2 separate regions of the Mus musculus genome follow, and region 1 is linked to region 2. The links are chromatin contacts, called in public promoter capture Hi-C maps. All regions are on one chromosome and are shown on one strand. The core of a region is the stretch at or near the end of the contact, and the rest is flanking DNA. Distances in the headings are between cores, read along the strand shown.

The links. Capture Hi-C pulls out chosen DNA fragments and counts their contacts.
Region 1: a promoter capture Hi-C map of liver shows a contact between it and region 2, with 3 times the contacts expected there. The contact joins the promoter of Ndufaf8 here to the promoter of A930037H05Rik in region 2. A contact is called at or near these places in 11 of 39 promoter capture datasets (the 3T3-L1 cell line, 3T3-L1-derived adipocytes, the C10 cell line and 6 more), 1 of 15 datasets of contacts at CTCF or cohesin (large pre-B cells), 9 of 484 Hi-C or Micro-C datasets (B cells, CD4 T cells, CD8 T cells and 5 more), 13 of 115 datasets of contacts at active chromatin or transcription factors (the SCID.adh cell line, T-cell acute lymphoblastic leukemia, astrocytes and 9 more) and 4 of 9 other capture datasets (adipose tissue, liver, macrophages and 1 more).

Annotation. Positions count from the first base shown.
Region 1 is chr11:120,097,498-120,100,197 of GRCm38.p6, forward strand. Ndufaf8 (NADH:ubiquinone oxidoreductase complex assembly factor 8) reads left to right here and starts at 1,437. Exons shown (of 3, transcript NM_001110242.1): 1 at 1,437-1,568; 2 at 1,651-1,761; 3 at 2,677-2,700. The coding sequence starts at 1,485. Tepsin (TEPSIN, adaptor related protein complex 4 accessory protein) reads right to left here and starts at 1,234. Exons shown (of 13, transcript NM_183137.2): 1 at 1,129-1,234; 2 at 12-84. The coding sequence starts at 1,176.
Region 2 is chr11:119,489,910-119,492,734 of GRCm38.p6, forward strand. A930037H05Rik (RIKEN cDNA A930037H05 gene) reads right to left here and starts at 1,326. Exons shown (of 4, transcript NR_153849.1): 1 at 1,134-1,326. Endov (endonuclease V) reads left to right here and starts at 1,438. Exons shown (of 9, transcript NM_001164636.1): 1 at 1,438-1,550; 2 at 1,876-2,047. The coding sequence starts at 1,495.

The DNA of each region.
Region 1 (2,700 bases), core at 187-2,686, 610 kb after region 2:
CAGAAGGATACTGGCGATCTCTTCAAACAGGTAGCCTGGACATGGGATGCTATCATCTGAGGTCCCCTTCAACAGGATGGGGAGCTGTAGGGGAATGAGGGCCATGGTGAGCTGCCATCTTAGACAGGGTAGGTCCCAGCCACTGAAGGGAATGGAAGCAAGCCTCATGCTGACTGGGGCTAAAACTGCCCAGGAGAGAGTCTGGGCAGGGCCACAGTCACCCTAAGGGCCACAAAGCAGAGCTGCAAACAGGCTCTGCTCTGGCATGGAGGAGTGACCCGGGAAAGAGGAAAATCAACAAAGGTTCTCTAACGAGGTCAAGATGAGGTTCAGCCCCTGCCTCCTACACTAAGTAACAGCAACAGAAAGAATCTCAGGGCTTTCTGTGCATTGGATGGGTGAGACTACTGGGTACAGACCCAAAGAGTGAGAACCGCTCAGCTTGGGGACTTTAAGGTTCCTTGAAGATAGCAAACTTCCATCTTATTGAGTCATGAATCAGCTTGGTTGTGCTTGCTTACTTACTTCCTTGCGTGTCCCTGCAAGCCTATGGTGTTTACTTGGTTGAAATCTGGGAACACCTCATCTCATCCATCAGTATCTGGATGAGAGGGCGAGGTTTAGGAACATTTAAGACAAGTATGTCTTCACCGTGCTATTTGTCTACAGTGCCTTCAAGGGGATCTGTAGGGAGGGAGCTGCACAGTTCAGTACTTCAGATCTTGTCCCAGACTTGAGTGATCTGATCTCTTGTAGCAGGGACTCTTAAAAGCCTAAGAAGGGTCCCTGGGGCCACTCAGTGCCCTCAAGATCCAGTCAGAAAGCTCAAGGCAATCAATTTATTGCAGTCAACAGCTGGCAGCAGGCTCCGCTCTCGCCACCCCGTGGCTATGGCCTTCCAGATGCCCCCTGTCCCCCAGAGATGTACGAGCTTCCAGGATCTTCTGAAATGAAGCCTGGGGAGAGCCGATGGGCCCCGCTGGAGATCGCCCGCCGCCCTTGGGGTTAACCTTCTGCTATCACGGCAGGCACACTCATTCTCGGCAGCTGCTGGACAGTGTCTGTCCCCGCTAATCTAGCGAGGTTCCCGGGCGCCGGAGGTCAGCACACCCGGCGAGTTTCACTCACCCTATGCAAGAAGCTCAAGCGGTCCCGCAGGGGCGGCACAGCTGCCATGGTCCAGGTAACCTCCCAAACTGCCCCGCTTCCGCCAGGCTTCGATCCTCCAATCGTCGCGCTCCTCTCGCTCCCCCGACCAATCGCTCGCAAGGGGCGGGCACGAAGGCGGGAACATCTGCGTCTCAGCCAATCCAAAGTCTCAGCAAGAGACGGACAAGAACGGCGACCAATTACAGAAGCACAGGACTGTGACTCTGACCAACCAGAAAATAGGATAGGCGGAGAGTCCGGATGTTCACGCGTTCGACTCCGGAAGAGGCAGGGCCCAAGATGGCGGCGCCCTCGAGAGCCTAAAAGGACCGCTCATGTCTGTGAACGGAGCGGTGTGGGGGCGTGTGCGGAGCCGTTTCCGAGCCTTCCCCGAGCATCTGGCGGCCTGTGGAGCTGAGGTACGGAGCGAACGGAGCGGAAGCGGAAGCGGGATGGGTGGCGACTCGGGTCAGGTCCCTGTACTGTCCCGTCTTCCCTCAGGCCTCGGCTTATGGCAAGTGCGTGCAGGCGTCCACCGCCCCAGGAGGCCGCCTGAGTAAGGACCTCTGCGTTCGCGAGTTCGAGGCCCTGCGGAGCTGCTTCGCCGCCGCGGTAGGTGGGCGTGTCCCTGCTACGTCATCTCTGTCTGGCGTCCTCTTTTCCGCCAAGCAACTCCAGTGACAAGGGGACAGGGCCTCCAGTTAGCTGTTGGCGTCTTGCCGATGGGCAACCCGATGAGACCGACCCCAGCTCCACTTGGTTTCTCCCAGCAATTCCTGCTAGATGCCAGGGCAGTGTCCTGCTAGGCACGCACCCCTGACGCACCCTGTCCCCGAGGAGTAAAGTGCAAGGTCCGCAGCAGGTTCTCCCTGCAGCACGGAAGCGATGCTGAGAGCCGCTTGGGTTCTTGATCCTGGCCTTTTTGCCCATGACCCCTCCACTAGAGCTAGGGTCGGTGGTTAAGAACCCAGGGTGACAGACACACTGCATCAGAAGCAGGTCCACAGTAGCCTCGGCGGGAATGAGGAGCAGTGTTTGAGTTGACTACAGCCCAGCCTCACCTACATACAGCCTTTGGTTTCCCGGCAGAGGCTGTTCAGTCGTCAGGTGTTGCGCTTTTCTTGTTCCTTCTAACTTGACACAAGCCTTTACTCTTGTGGTTGGTGGCCAGCAGCTGTCATTGAAACCCTAAACACACTCCTAATGCTCAGAGTTTCTGCTGTCCCTGCCACCCTCTCTGTGGCTGACCAGAATTGTGTGACTCCATCTGCTGCTTTGCCTGGACCAGATAAAGGCACCCCCCTGTGGTTCCCCCTCCATCCCTGCCCATCTCATAACAGAAACTCTCAGTCACAGGGGCCAGGCGTCCTCTGTAGGTGAGCCCAGGCTGGGACCCCCCGAGACACACTAGCATCTCAGTTCTTTAGCGTGGTTGGGATAAGGTGGCATTTGATGTGGTAGATGTCTTGCTTTAAGCCATATCTAAACTGGAAATAAGTCACTGAAACAAAATGCTTTCTCTTCCAGGCCAAGAAGACCATGATGGGAGGC
Region 2 (2,825 bases), core at 76-2,575:
ACACTTAAGTTTACCAGATCATAAAAAAGCAAGAGGTCGCAAACCCCAGTCCTTCCTGCTGGTACCTGCTGGCCTTGGCTCTTTTGTCTTAAGGTAAAGACAAACAAAAGGCTACAATCTAGAGCTGGAGAGCTGGTTCAGCAATTGCCAAATATGTGCTGCTGTTTCAGAGGGCCCAAATTCAATGCCTAGCACCCATGTCAAGAGGACCACAGGCTCCTGTAACTTGAGCTCCAGGGGAATCTAACTCTTCTGGTCTCCGTGGGCACCTGCATTCGTTACCAGACTTACAAGAATGAAAATAAATCTCTAAGAAAAAAAAAAAACACTACAGTCTGCTGAGCTCATGTCATTGAGAGGGAGATACACATTAGGTAAGGCTCTGGGTACTAAACGGACAGGATGGGTATTTGGGGTAAGAGACCTATACTAGAAACAGAAAGACTGGTCCTCATTAAGTACTCACCCAGCAGGAAATGAATGAGGCAGACTAATGCAATCAAGAATATAAAAACTACAGTTCTGCACCAAATCGTTGAGCATAGCCAACTTTGCGTTTTGTTTTGGGTTGACACCCTGTAGTGCCTAATCTTGTTTGTGGACTTGGCTATATCTGGAATGAACTAAAACCTAAGAGTCCAGATACCTGCCCTCTATCTAGGACACACCTTCTGGTGGCAGCCTGTATAAAAAGACATGAAAGAAGGAAGCTTTTGTTTTTTGCCTGCTTATGGCAAGCTCTAAATCCCCTTTATGTATTTTCTATCGGTTCTCTTCCTCTAGAAGAACCCTAACTAACACACACACACACCCTGGTCTGGAGGATCCTTTGTTTTTGTTTTTTCGAAATGGGATTTCTCCGTGTAGTCCTGGTTGTCTTAGAACTCAATTACTGTAAACCAGGCTGGCCTCGTATTCAGGGATCCTCTTTACTCAAATGCTGGAATTAATGGAGTGCGCCCACGCCCAGGACCCTCGACTTCACTGGTTTTTGAGTTCTTATTCCGGACTAATTTCTCACAATCGGTACAACTGAAAAAATCTATGCTGCAAAGGTGTCTCAAGTTTGCACAGAGGTTTTCTGCTCCGCAAGCGCGTGCTCATACGCAATGTGTCGATGTGCGGACCCGAACCTGGCAGTAATTGGAACCGCGTTACCCCAGGGCTCAGGGCTCCGTGTGTGCGAGGGATGCAACTGCTGGCCAATCTTTTCAGAGCGGGGCCGAAGCTGCTGGAGGGCTGGAGGCGCCAGGTAAGGCGCAGAGCTGGGCTTGCATTTCCCAAACCTGTGCGCCAACCCACCTACGGGACGGGACGCCGGCATCTGAGAGAGTCGCGCGGGAAGAAGTCAGCGCTCGGCGCCCAGCACTGCTGTGACAGCGGCCCCTGGTGGCGGCAACCTCAGCTGAAGCGGAGGGACGCTAAACGAGCGAGGCTAACAGCTCGGCGCCGGCGCTCCGGAAGTGACGTCCTCAAAGCCTCGAGGCGCTAGCCATGGCTCACACGGCCGCTGAGCGGCCGCCAGAGGAAACCCTGTCGCTGTGGAAAGGGTAATGGGGTCGGGGTCGTGCATTAGCCAAGGGGGTGGCCTTCTCCAGTGACCTCCGACCTCACAGCCCCTGTGGCGGCTGGGAAACTGACCCTCGGTGCTGCGGCACAGGCCTGCTCCGGGCCGCCGGCTGCCGGAAGTTGCAGCCAGCCTTTGTGGGCGTGGTCCTCGTTTCCGGTACCGGGGATTCCCATCGCCGAGAGCTTTTCCTTCTCAGTGTGGCTTGATGGACAAAAAGGAGAGAGGGTGGGCTGGGAGGGGGGACGCCCCGAGCGTCGCGCTCTTCCCATGGGCCCTGAGCCCGTTTGATGTTCGTGTCCTATTAGGGAACAAGCCCGGCTGAAAGCGCGCGTGGTGGATCGGGACACGGAGGCCTGGCAGCGGGACCCCAGCTTCTCGGGCCTGCAGAAGGTCGGGGGCGTGGATGTGTCCTTCGTGAAAGGGGACAGTGTCCGGGCCTGCGCTTCCCTGGTAGTGCTGAGCTACCCCGAGCTCAAGGTAACCCGGGTGGGATGTTGCGCCCGGTGCAGTTCGATCGTAGGCAGAGAGCCAGGGTCCAGTTTTATAAAATTTACTTTTTTTTTTTAATACTTGCACCCCGTAGTGTATATATATATATTTGATGCTAGGAAGCCGACTCAGGCCCTCGAATGTGTTAGGCAAGGGACTGATACACTTCCACCCCGTTTGTAGAGTGTAATGAATAGATTGGAATGCCTTTGAAGAAAAGTTTTCAAAAGCAAAAAGCAGAGGAAATATGGGCACCAGGATGCTTGTGATGTACATAAACTCCCACGGGTCTACATATATGTACACAAATGGTGAATTAAAAGTAGTTTTTAAAGGATCGACAGACAATTCCAGGTCTGGTTGTTGTGTTTCTGATCAGATGGAAGGGACTCGGAAGCCCAGGGACCTTAAAATTCTGAGGGGAAAGGTGTCCCAATGGAAAGGCATCGTGAGACACAAGGACCCGGGAACCACACAGCTCTGAGAGGAAGCCTCAGCCCCGCTCTCTCCACTTCTCTTCTCTTCTCTTCTCTTCCTTGCTTCTTTTCTGACAGGAGAGTTACACCAAGCAGGAAATTTTATGAAAGAGATTTATTGGAGGGAAGACTCCAGGAGGAGGAGGAGGGACTAATCTAGGAATGGCTGCCCTCTGCTCTCGGGGGGGGGGGGGGGGGGGGGGGGGCAGACAGCAGGAAACTGGACAAAGGGGCAGTGCTTTTATAGGATTTCTGAGGGGACAGAGCTTCTCAGGGCAGAGATTTCCAGA